Regions from separate parts of the Mus musculus genome. Here region 1 is linked to region 2. Evidence: chromatin contacts called from public HiChIP or PLAC-seq data. All regions are on one chromosome and are shown on one strand. The core of a region is the stretch at or near the end of the contact, and the rest is flanking DNA. Distances in the headings are between cores, read along the strand shown.

Evidence for each region. HiChIP or PLAC-seq counts read pairs in DNA pulled down with a chosen protein or histone mark.
Region 1: a contact with region 2 is called in an H3K27ac HiChIP or PLAC-seq map of heart atrium, with 5 read pairs. The contact joins two enhancer-like sites. A contact is called at or near these places in 2 of 484 Hi-C or Micro-C datasets (embryonic stem cells and nephron progenitors) and 1 of 115 datasets of contacts at active chromatin or transcription factors (heart atrium).

What each region holds. Positions count from the first base shown.
Region 1 is chr11:65,363,574-65,369,415 of GRCm38.p6, reverse strand. No RefSeq gene overlaps it. Among named protein-coding and RNA genes, the nearest start is that of Gm12295, 79 kb to the right of the region's middle. Within about 2 kb of position 3,100, at least 76 of the 459 cell types and tissues checked have an H3K27ac peak or open chromatin away from gene starts, as enhancers often do. A contact at or near this core is called in heart atrium, where this site is marked.
Region 2 is chr11:65,221,763-65,228,329 of GRCm38.p6, reverse strand. Myocd (myocardin) reads left to right here. Exons shown (of 13, transcript NM_146386.3): 3 at 4,541-4,596; 4 at 6,223-6,298. Among named protein-coding and RNA genes, the nearest start is that of Gm30586, 45 kb to the left of the region's middle. Within about 2 kb of position 1,424, at least 17 of the 459 cell types and tissues checked have an H3K27ac peak or open chromatin away from gene starts, as enhancers often do. A contact at or near this core is called in heart atrium, where this site is marked.

The DNA of each region.
Region 1 (5,842 bases), core at 1,851-4,350, 140 kb before region 2:
CCAGCTTTGTTCTCAGATGGACTGTTCCACCATTCTACCTAGCAGGAGTCTCCGGCTAAAACTGGACCATGTGTCAATTCTTACGCCCACCCCCTGCTCATCTCCAAAGCCTGGAGTCCTGTGGTCTGTCTGAGGCTGCCACTGAGTCTCACCTTTTGTTGTTGTTGTAGAGGACATGGACTGGGTTTTCCATGTCAATATTTCTCTAGATGGAGATGCCAGACTCTCTCAACATTTCCAAAATGTTCTATTGCTTCCTGAGAGGCCATCCATAATAGCTACATCCCTTCTAGGAAAGAGCAGTCTTTCTGTACCTCTCATCTCCTTTTGTTTCAGCATTGCAGGGATGGTACCCTCCATCCCCATTGTTCTCTCTTGGTCTTCCAACATCTGAACAATCAAGTCCCAGGTTAGATCTTGCTTGTTTGGAATACTAGTGTACTTTCTATCTTCCTGACTGTATGCTGACTGACAAAAACGTTAGAAGTCCTCAATCATGGGGTACAATGCTCCCACTGATGGTCTCGTCCTCCCTCACAAGATCTCATATGGGAAGAGACCTCTGTGAGTATCATTACATCATATAAGACAGCTGGCTTCTGCCATTTGGGCTCCATGGCATGAACACATGTGCCACTTTCAAAAGCCAGCATGGGTATGTCCGAGGATGTTCAGCTCTGATTAATAGCAAGTCTCAGTCACTTCCACAGATAAAGCCATGCATGCACTGTGATATGTGATAAAACGTGCATTTTAACAGAAGTACTTAAAGTTCCACCCAAAATATAAAAGATAGACAATGATGAACACATGCATGTGTGTAGAACACGTACATCATTACACTCCTGGTTCTATCAGTTCTTCTACTTCACAATTATCTACATTTGCCTTTTCACATATATAAGGCTAGCAAGTAGAAAATCAGGGAACCAGCCAAGCAGGACTGTTTGTATCCCTAGCAATGTTTCTACAGGGATCAGGAAGCAGAGCCCCCAAGCATCACTGCATTTGGGAAGTTTACAAAATAGGCTCAAGGGTCTCACTGGACCGCCTGCTCTACCTGCTTGGCTTGGAAGATCCAGGAACGTGTTTCCAGGTTCCTTGAAGCCTCCCCCATCCAGCTGCCTGATAGGCTCCCCCAGGTATGGAGCTGCCCCCCGACCTGGGGCAGAGTTCAGCCCCCGGTTAGGACTCCTGGGCTTCTCTTTCCTTCTTGGACTTTCCCCTCCCCTGAAGAAGAAAGTTATTTTCAAGCCTCCATCTGTTTTGTGTTTAACGTGCAGAAAGGTTGCACATTTTCAGGGACCTTGTTCATAAGCAGTAGATTGTACAACAGTTTATTACACAAGTGGAGGGTTTTATGGCTGGCCTTTGTTGAGCTGCCAACTGGGAGAGAGAACATAATGTGCTTAGCCGTCCCTATCAGGAAAAATGAGAGAGTATTACATACCAGTCAAATCGCTGCACATCGAGAAGCTGGTAACCAAGCCCAGAACCCCTGGAGCACAGCTGGTGGGGAGGGGTTTGCTCATTAATAGGATTTTTTACATCCATAATTTTTCTTCAAGTCACTTATGTCACAGGACGGGGTCCTGAATTGCATAAGACATGTATTAATGGCAGAATGAAGGTTCCATCAAGATAATATTTTAAATCTGACCCTTGTCAATACAAGGTATCAAACTAGACTCTGGAAAAAGCAGGGGCTAGGGGGTGTGCATGTGTGTATGTGCATGGTGTGTGTGTGTGTGTGTGTGTGTGTGTGTGTGGTATATGCTTGGTGTGCATATGTGTGATGTATAGGGTGTGTATATATGTGATATGTGTTTGGTTGTATGTATAGGGTATGTATAAATGTGTGTATTGTGGCATGTATGTATATGTGTCTGTGTGTATATGTATGCAGTGACTGTATTTATGGGTACCCAATTTTAATTACATCAAAATGTTGAGAGCATCAGTTATGTCAACGTACTTCAGACTTACTAAGCTTCACCCCCACCTAAGACTGTACCTTATGTGGTCCTAGGAGAGACTGCTTCTCAGTAGCGCTTTGCTCCCAGCTAGAAAGTGAGCTGACCCTGCTGGGATGCTGTGTTTCCGAACAATTCCACTGTAACAGACCCCTGCTAATGGAGTCTCATGAAAGCTACTTTCCCCAATTCAGACTGTCCCATAGAGACTTAAGGTATGGACCCTGGAAGTGTTCTTGTCTAAAAGTGCTCAGTAAAGACTCCACCCCGTGAGAAGAGATGGAGTGCAATCTCAGAGTGGGCAGAGGTGTCGTTAAGTTCTGCAGGCAATTCTGGTTCAGGCGGGCAGGCCCACAGCCACATTTTACTGGTCGAGAACAGGGAGCTTGGAGCACTGGCTGTCCACAAGAAGTGACTCACGGCATTAAATCTCCTTTCCAGTGAGGGTTTTCTCTCCAGTCTCCTGCAGCTATAACTTCCTGTCCTAACTTCTAACCCTTCACTGTGAAAGCAGCATTCCAGAACCAAACCAAGCCTTGACTTGGCATGCACCCAGATACACCACAACTACTATCAGAAGCAGCAACAGGGTGTCCCCAGGAACACAAAAGTGGCCCAGTGGACCACAGGAGAAAGTTAAAAGTAGTCAAAAGACTCCCTCTCTCCTTGCTCCAGCTGGTTCACAGAGAAGGGAGTTGGGAAATGAGCCCGGGCCTGAGAGAATTCTAGCTGGTTCTCACTAGGAGCTGTCCTGAGAAGCCTGTTGGTTTAGTGCAGTGGTTCTCAACCTTCCTAATGCTGTGACCCTTTAATACAGTTCTGAATGTTGTGGTGACCCCCCTCCCCCCATCTATAAAGTTATTTTTGTTGCTACTTCATAACTGTAATTTTGCTACTATTAGGAATCATGATGTAAATAACTGTGGGGTTTTTATGTTTGTTTGGTTGGTTTGTTTTTGGTTTTGTTTTTGTTTTTTGATAGTCTTAGGCTACCCCCATGAAAAGGTCATTTGACCTTCAAGGGGGGGTCACCACCCCCAGGCTGAGAACCACTGGTTCAGACAAAGCAATCTGAGTGTGTGCCTGTCTTCTGACTCACATGAATGGCTCCTGCATCTCTTCACAGAGTGTTCCACATTGGACTTTAAATTCTATGACTCCCTTCCTCTGTATCAGCTCTACAGAGAATGCTCTACACACTGTCATTGAAAGTTTCTCTCTCAGGCTGACAATCCCAAGGCGTCTAACCATGCTGAGTCTGAGACTGATAAACAACACACTGTATCTGATAGACAGCTAATACCCCAGGGAGGGCATTGGTCAGTAGCCTTGGGCATCTCAGCCTAATCACCCTTGCTTTAATGCCACTTAAATCAGAGTGTAAGCACTGAAGGAATTTGAGGAATTCAATGATATAAATTGTATTTTTAGAGCTGTGAATGACGCGAGCCAGTAAGACGGTGTGGGTACTAAAGATAGCACTCACTGGTTTTCCCAGGATTTATCACAGACAGGTTCACAGCAGGTTGAGATGGCTGCGGTGACATCCGTGCTGGCACGTTTTTATGAGCAACCATTCGTAACGAACGTACTTGCCACAAAGCATAATTTCCATGACACCAAGCTGATTCACAGGCAGTTTTCTTTCTGCACAACAACACGGCTGAAGGACGGCTTGGTGGAGGCAGACTCCGTTTCCTAAGGGCTTATCCCAAGTTAGAGTTCAGAGGGAAGGGAATAGAACGCGACTTGTCCACCAAACAAAATGTAAGTACATCCTCACAAGACACTCTCTCTTGTAGAAGAATAAAGATTCATTATAGGACAGGGTGGGCTGTGCCTCAGAGAGTTGGCCTTTATAGGTAATACTTCTTACAATTAATACTAATACAATGCTTTTTTTCCCCCTTTATTTACTTCCTACTTGTCTGCTAAGGCTCCTTTGTTTTTAATTATCACTAAAAAAAGCAATTTTTCTACTCTGTACTTAAAGGCTATAGCATGTGGATAGCTAAAAAATAAAAAAAAGTAGCCTCATAGCTTTATTGAATAGACTAGAATCAATGACCATGGCTACTCAGAGGCCCCACTCTCAGCTGTGTAAAAAATACAACTTGCCTTATTTCTCTGTAACTCTCTTTAATTTCTACATTGAATTCCAATTTGGCTTAGTTATGGAGATATAATCTTAGTTAAATAGGAGGATGTCCTCATCTAAACCCTAGGGACAGGGACGACATAAGATGCTATCACCTCCCACCTTGTCTGGTAGCTGTCTTGCTGTCCCACCCAGGGTGACTGGACCATGGAGCAGGTGGTGAGAGGGGCGGCATCCTTCCCAAAGATGCTTCTCTGGCCCTTCTTCTTCTGTGATTTGAAGAGTCTGGCCTGGAGCAAAAGGCTTCCAGCTTCTCATCTAATCTTTTACATCTTTGGTTTATGACCACACAACCTGGGATTTGGGACTCAATAGCTAAAAATATGCCTCCTTTGGTAGCTGGATTTTGTTGGTTTTCTTTTCTTTCGTGTTTAACAGAGGCCTCATTGACTAATGGAGGAAAAACCACAAGAAATACCAGAGAAAACATATGGATATATGTCTCCTAAGAGAAGGCTCACTTCTCTGCACAGAAAAACTCTGTGGAGATGACTAGAAAGTAGCCATTGCACTCCAGGGTGGCCAGTCTTTACACAAGAATTCAAAGCCAAACCCACATTTCCTGGCATTGCTTCTCCTTTCTATGCCTCAGGTTCCTCATCTAGAGAACAGGATGGGGTAATATATGTGTTCCATAAGGTCATATGTGTATAAAGTTGTCGATGAACTAATTATATAATTATTATCAGCATTGCAGCACACTTCTGGCCCTTAAAGCCATCATCACCTTAAAGACACTGGTGACTGTGATTTCATTAGCATGACACACAGAAGATCACAGACAGAGAAGGTGAACATGTCACATCCAGGGTTCCCAGGGCAAAGCAAAAGTGACTGGTCTGAAGTGTGAGAAAAAGCCAAATTTCCTAGAGATGGTGGCTTCTGGTCCCACCTGAATCAGATTACAGAAATGGCACGGGGAATCTTAAGAAGGACTCAGCCAACCCCAGTAAGTGAAGTGTGAGGTGGTGGCTGTAGCCACAAGTGGGAGACGGGTGAAAGCTTCCAGTCCACACATACTGCAGGGCTGGAGATGGAGGGGCAGGATGAGCAGAAAGGACGAGCAAGGCCAGCAACCAGTGTAGGACCGAATCATTGGAGCAGGCAACACAGGTGAAGCCTATCCTGAGATGGGATGCCAGTTTGAACATTTGCTAGGGGAGGAGCCACCTCTGGGAGCAGAGACAGAAAGGGAATATTGGGGGAGGGAGACTAGCTCACTAATCCCACTGCTACACAAGTCTCATTCTGTGTCATGCTGGTGGGTGGACATGAGGGTGGGAATTTGAGGATTTGAGGCCTAGAGCCAGTGTCTTAGTCAGGGTTTCTATTCCTGCACAAACATCACAACCAAGAAGCAAATTGGGGAGGAAAGGGTTTATTCAGCTAAAACTTCCACGTTGCTGTTCATCACCAAAGGAAGTCAGGACTGGAACTCAAGCAGGTCAGGAAGCAGGGGCTGATGCAGAGGCCATGGAGGGATGTTACTTACTGGCTTGCTTCCCCTGGCTTGCTCAGCTTGCTCTCTTATAGAACCCAAGACTCCCAGCCCAGAGATGATACCACCCACAAGGCGCCTTTCTCCCTTGATCACTAATTGAGAAAATGCCCCACAGGTGGATCTCATGGAGGCCCTTCCCCAACTGAAGCTCCTTTCACTGTGATAAATCCAGCCTGTGTCAAGTTGACACACAAAACTGGCCAGTACAAG
Region 2 (6,567 bases), core at 175-2,674:
AATGCCCCCAGCTACACTGAGCAAAGATATTGTTTTCAAACACTTAGGACTAAAATTTGGGCACAGATGAGCAATTTATTATCAAGTGCCCCCCCCCAGAGAGATATAGAAATAGAGATAGAGAGGCAGATAGTTCATAGAAAAATAATATCCAAGTTATCATCTACATGTAGCCTGTAACCTGATTGCTCAGGGGAGCATCCTCAAGGTCCTTTCAAAGCAAAGCAGAGTGTGCAAACACTTTGAAGTCCATTTTGTAAGTGGGAAGCCAAAGGTGCAAAAAAACCCTACTGGGTTAGTCCAAGGTTAAGCCAACGAGGAGAAGCCTCAATTAAATAGTTCCTAAATTCTCAGGTGCCCAGGATCCCTTTAATCAGACAGCATTGTGAGTCTCATGTTTGAAATAACTGTCTCTTCCCCAAGGAGTACTCTCCAGTAGCGCGCTGGAGATTGGCACAGCAGCTAAGAGGCACTGGGCTACTCTTCCAGAGGACCTAGGCTCAATTTCCCAGCACCCAGATGATAGTGCACAGTCCTCTGTAACTCCAGTTCCAGGGAATCTAATGCCCTTTTCTGGCCTCTACAAGCACCAGGCATACACATGGTGCACAGGCATATATCCAGGCAGAACATCCATACACATAAAATTTAAAAACCCTAATAAATATTATTAATTCATATCTCTAATTTCAAATAATAAATGAGTAAATGCTTTTTCACAGGAGCTAGCATTTTTATACATTGCTATGACTCCAGGCAGCAATGACCTGAGAGGCGGTGTTATTCACCTGAGCATCCTTTCTAGGGGTGGACTCTACCTCTTCCTTCATTTTTTTAACAGTACTGAAAATCAGCCCCTGACAATCCCCATCCAGCGCTTCTCTTCAGAACTCGCTGTTTCGTTGAGACCTTCCATAGGAGGTTGTACTGGCCTTACAAGCTTCACCAATGTTCTTAAACCTGAGCATCAACACCATGTGGGGGATTTGTTCAAATCTGTTTCTATGCTTCACCCCTAGAATTGTACAGGCTGTGGTTCAGAGTTAGGAGGGCTGGAACGTTTCTAACAGTCTCCCAAATGATGCTGGTAATTGCTAGTCCCAGGGCCTGCACATAGAACTGAGGCGCAACCCAATGTAGCCCTTGGCATCTGCCTCTTTCTCTATTCAGTGGAGTAATATAAAGTACTAGGAGTTCTCCTTGGGCCTGGTTTTGAGAAATTCCCTAGAGGAGAGTTAGCCACATGCCTGCTGGACTGTCGATCAACACCAGAGCCCCGCCCTGTGCAAAACAGCCCTCCTCGGTCTGGAAATGAGTTCTCAGAATCCCGGGCCTCTTTTTTCTTCATTGCATCTCTTTGGAGGCCTGAAGTCAGAGTGGAACAGAAAGACTGCAGGAGGCCTGTTCTTATCTAGGCGAATGTTTATCCACACAGCTGACCCAAATTAGCTGGAGCTGTAGGGACAGAAATAGGAATGGCCTGCGACTAAGGCTGAGGCGAGAACGTGAATTCCCCTGCGAGGAGCGATTAATCTTCCTCCAGGGGGAACAAGTCAGATGTGTGGCTGACTGGATTTATAGTCGAATTCTAATTTGAAATCACATGGACTTATTTTTTTAATTTAGAAACCCAAATTCCTTTTCCATCTTAAATGTCAGTGTCCTTTAAATACGAAAATTTGCCATCTGATACTCCCTGGGCTGGCAGGAGAAGTGGTCCTTTGTGTATTTAAAAAAAAAAATCAACCGAGGGAGGCATTATGGTTTTTGGAGGCCTTCAGGGGAAATGGCTAGAGCCCACATTCTCTGGAGTCACAAAGAAGGCAAACCTCAACCCCAGAGCCACCGCAGGGGAGCTTTACATAGTGTGACCTCAAGCTGGTGCCCCATAGCACACCCAACCCCCATGGTAAACTCAGAGGAGAGCATCTATTGATGGGGGCAGCATGCAGACCTCTTTGTATTCTTCCCAAGACCTCAAGCATAGCTTTCTACCCTATGGTAGAGGCTCTGGAAAAATTTCCCAGTTCCAAACATCAGAGAACTAAACTGTGTCAATCACTCCACCAGAGAGGTAGCATCATGCGTTGCTTTGTAAAGCCAAACCAGGAAATGGCAGTGCTTTTCAAGGACGTGACAATCTCTACAAGTGAGACCTGAAGAATCTCAAGGATGCAGAGTCAGGAAATTCCCTCTCAGGTCTCAAACCCAATTAGAACCAACTGAGCAGACCAGCAAAAAGGCACAGTGACTACAGGCATTTTCTTCACAAATCTGATAACCTGAGTCTAATGCCCAGAGCTCACACAATGGTGGAGAGAGACAGCTGACCCCACAGTGTTGCCTTCTGACTTCCACACTTGTGCCTCAGGATACGTGCCTCCACGGGCATGGCATACATACAAATGCACACACAATAGTAACAAAATGAAGTAAAAAACAAAACAAAACACATTTTGCTTAGAATGTGGGTGATATCAGAAGGCTGCCATACTGTGCCCTTTAAGGAACCCCTCCAGGAAAAACAACTTATTCTTCCTGATTATTTAGTGAAGATCCTTTCAGAATCAGTTCCTTTACTGCGGATGAAAGTTACTTAGCCATGTCTAACATGTCATGCTTAATTCCATGAACACCAGTTGAGAGGACAGAGGTAAAGGCCTATGGGTGCAGAGCTTACCCATCACAGAGGCCTAAGTAGACCTTGTGACCTGGCAGCCTGGTGAGGGAGAACCTCTCCATACATGCCCAGCGTAAATGTCCAGGGATCAAATGTGAGAAAAGGCAAGACTCCCTCGCAAAGGTACCTAGATTCCTGTCAAAGAAAATGCATGAACCGCAGTAGTGATACACATTTGTTTCTCAGAATCACTTGGCTGGGAAAAGGTGAGGAAGAGATGGGTGCCTACAATAAAGTATGGCAGGGAGGCCCACTTACAACTGAAACTGACAAAAAGAAGCTGGATAGTCAATGTCCAGGTCACGGTGGAATGTTATAGTCAGCTAAGTTTTCATTCCCTTTCCATTGAGAAAAAGCCTCTAGCTCCAAATCAAAGTGAGAAGAAATATCAACAAAATTAGGTACAAAGCAGCCACCAGGGACAATTTGGGCATGGCTTTTTGCCAGCATTGTTAATGTGGGAATGAGGCAGAGAAGTTGATAGAGCGTGCCTCGTTAACATCCCAAACAGCATCCTACATAGAACGTACTGTAACCAAGCACCACTATGGTACCTACCAGGTCATGTCAGCTTGACCTCCACCAGGTCGCAGAGGAGCTGGGCTTCATTTCATGCAGTCTTCAAGGCTGAATGTGCAGTTATGGGTACAGACACCCGTGCACACATGCATGCACGTGCACACACACACATACACAGTCACACACACACACACACACACACACACACACACACACACACACACATATACACTGACCTTGCCAGGAAACTAATTCAAGATTTTGAAGACAGCTTTCTTGCCTGTGGTGTAAGAGTAGACACTTGCTAGAGTATTTGTAGAATCTGGCTATGTTTCATAAGCATATCCAGACTTACAATTGATGTTAAAAGAAAAAACAACAACAACAACAAATGCAATTCTGCTCAACCTCTTCACTTGCAATGAAACCTGATTGTCTATGGCTCCCAACTGAGATGGTTCCCCTGGGAGCCAACATAAAATGCAGACATGTGTGGAAGAATGTTCTGCACTTTTGCTACGCTGGGTTTATGGGAACATAGTGAAGAGGGGCTTCAAGGAAAGATGGGAGGGCACAGAGGGAGGAGTAGACATGCTAACCAGCGCAGGCTGTCAGTTCTGTGCTGCTCTATGCTGCTAGGCATGATTGCCTGGAGGCCTGTGTCCACGGACAGAGAATAGTTGGGACACCATGCCTGGAAAAAGACTAGGGAATCAGAAGACCTAGGATCTAACTATGTGCCCCTGGAGAAGTCAATCCATTTTTGTGCACCTCGGTTTCCACACTTCGTTTAGGGTTGGGATTAGAGTCCACGGTTTCCATGGAACCTTCCAGTCCTCCTATCTGACTCTCTGCATCTCACTCAATCCCCTCCTTGGACTAGCTGCTCCTGGTCAACTACACCCTATATCCAAAGTACAGTCTCTGCCTCCAGTGTGCCCCATGCACCCCAGACTACAGCCATCCACCAAGCTTTTAGAACTGAGGGCACAGTAAAGTCAAAGAGGATGTGAGTTACCTCACTTCCTGTCCCCCGTAAGCTAGTAGTAGAGTATCCTCCACCCGGGTTCCTCAGAACTTGGCATGGCCTGCCTACACCACTTCTCCTGTCGCAACGCCTGCCTCTGCTGCTCCTCCTGGATTAGGCTTGAGTTCTGCCTTCCTCTGTCTCTTGTGGCTTCTCGGCAGCTGTGACCTCCAGGCCTTCCCTCTTTGTTGCTTGTGGCCTGATGGGGGCCCTCACGTCCAGACTGTGCATAGCTCAGCAAGCACACAGCCACCCTGCAACACCGACCGTGCCTTCGGCCAGCCTCTGCTCACCTCTTTATCTTTCTGTTGCAGCACTGAAAGGTCCAACTGAATTCCATGACCCGAGAAAACAATTGGATAGTGCCAAGGTAAGTTTTGCAAACTGCCTTTTCTGAAAGTAGGCAACAGGCTATTGGTATGAACACTAAAACTTAGGCTTCAGTGTGTACAACGAGCTCCAAATGGCCACATTCCTGTCCTCACACCAATATGGACTCTCATTCCCATGACGCCTGTGAAAATGACATCTAACACGTGAGCTTTCAGACTGACAGTTGTCACCTTAAGAAAAAAACAGTTTTTTTAACCATTTATATCAGAGAACAATCACCAAAGATATAAGGTTGAGGTTACTTTTCCACTTCTGCCTTCCAGCTCCATGCTCTCAGAAATAAGACTCAGACTCAAAATATATTTACAAATACATTGGCCATATAGCTAGGCTCTTCTCTGACTAGAATCATAACTTAGAGTAATCCACTTATTTTAACCTACATTCTGCCACATGACTGGTTACCTATGCTCAGGTACCACTTGGTTATCTCTCTCCTTACATCTTCCTGGGTGCATCTTCCCACATCTGGCTCCATCCCAGAATACTTTCTCTCCCAGGATGTCCTACCATCTATTTCCTGCCTAAGCCATAGGCCATAGACGTTTTAATTGACAGATGATACATCCATACAATACACAAGCTATTCTCCCTGCAATACACTAGAGGTCAAAACATCCTTAAGAAGAGAAGGAAAGGTGGTCTACTCACCATCTTTCAGTATAGTCCTTCTTAGCAGAAGTCAGGTTTTCATAAGTGTGTTCAGTAGGAAGCTGAAGGCTGGAGGTGGGGTTCATTTGGAGCAACACCAAGGATGATGTTCATTCATTTTCTCATTTAGGCAACAGGTTGTTTTGTTGTTGGTTTTTTTGTTCTGTTTTTTGTTTGTTTGTTTTTATTTTTCACGTCAAGGGCAAGTTGACAGACTCATTAGGCACCTTTATAATAAATAGGTTTCTATACCTGATGTTCTCAGTGATAGAAACATGATGTAGCAGCCGTCTGCACCTCCAGAGAGATGGGGAAAGACATCTTGCCTTTGTCAGTTGCAGCTGTGTAGCCTGGCTGTGGAGAGATGGGAAGAGCAAGATTTTGCAGTTCTTCCAGGTTGCTTGTGAGTGGCTGTGGTGCCTAGCGCTGCAGAGTAATGAACAACAGACAGACTGGACAGACTCCTCAGTACTAGGAGAGCATGAATAGGGAGAGAGAAGAACCTGGACTTAGGAATTCGCAGCCTCTCATCCCTTTTAGACAGCTCCTCTGTGACAATGTGATGTGGCAAACCATCTCTCCCCAGGTTCCTTCCAAAGCCTGAATTTGCAGGTTTCACACTTGGCCACATCAGAGGGAACAGGCAAGGGCTGTGTGAATTCAGATTGGAGAGCGTGTTTATAATATTTCATCTCTGACCTTGGTTGCTTTTGAGATTATTTTAAGAGGCAATATGATCAATTATAGCAAAACATCTCTAGAATGCCTTTGTATTTATAGTCATTGACTTGGGACCAGGCTTTTTAACCCTCTGCTGTTCTTTCCCATACTAAGACTCTGTGTTTCTTTGCAAAAACCATTTGTCATTCAAAGAGTACAGCTTTCTTTTTGAGAGAAAATGAGACTTTTTGAAAGTTTAAACTAGGTGACTCTCTGTGTATTTGTTCTACAGACTGAAGATTCCCTGAGGCGCAAGGGCAGAAACAGGTCCGACCGTGCCAGCCTGGTTACTATGCACATTCTCCAAGGTAAGGCTGTGTAAACCATAAACTAAGAGATACCTGCTTAGTGGGAGGCCATTTTTGTAGTTTCCTGTCTCTGTACTTGCTAAGCCCCTTTAAAAACCTCCCCTAAGCCCAAGGCAGTGGACACACACACCTTTAATCCTGGCACTTGGGACACAGAGTCAGATGGATCTCTGATTTTGAGGCCACCCTGGTGAGTTTCAGGATAGCCAGGGCTACACAGAGAAACCCTGGCTCAAACACACACACATGCACACGCACACACGCACAGA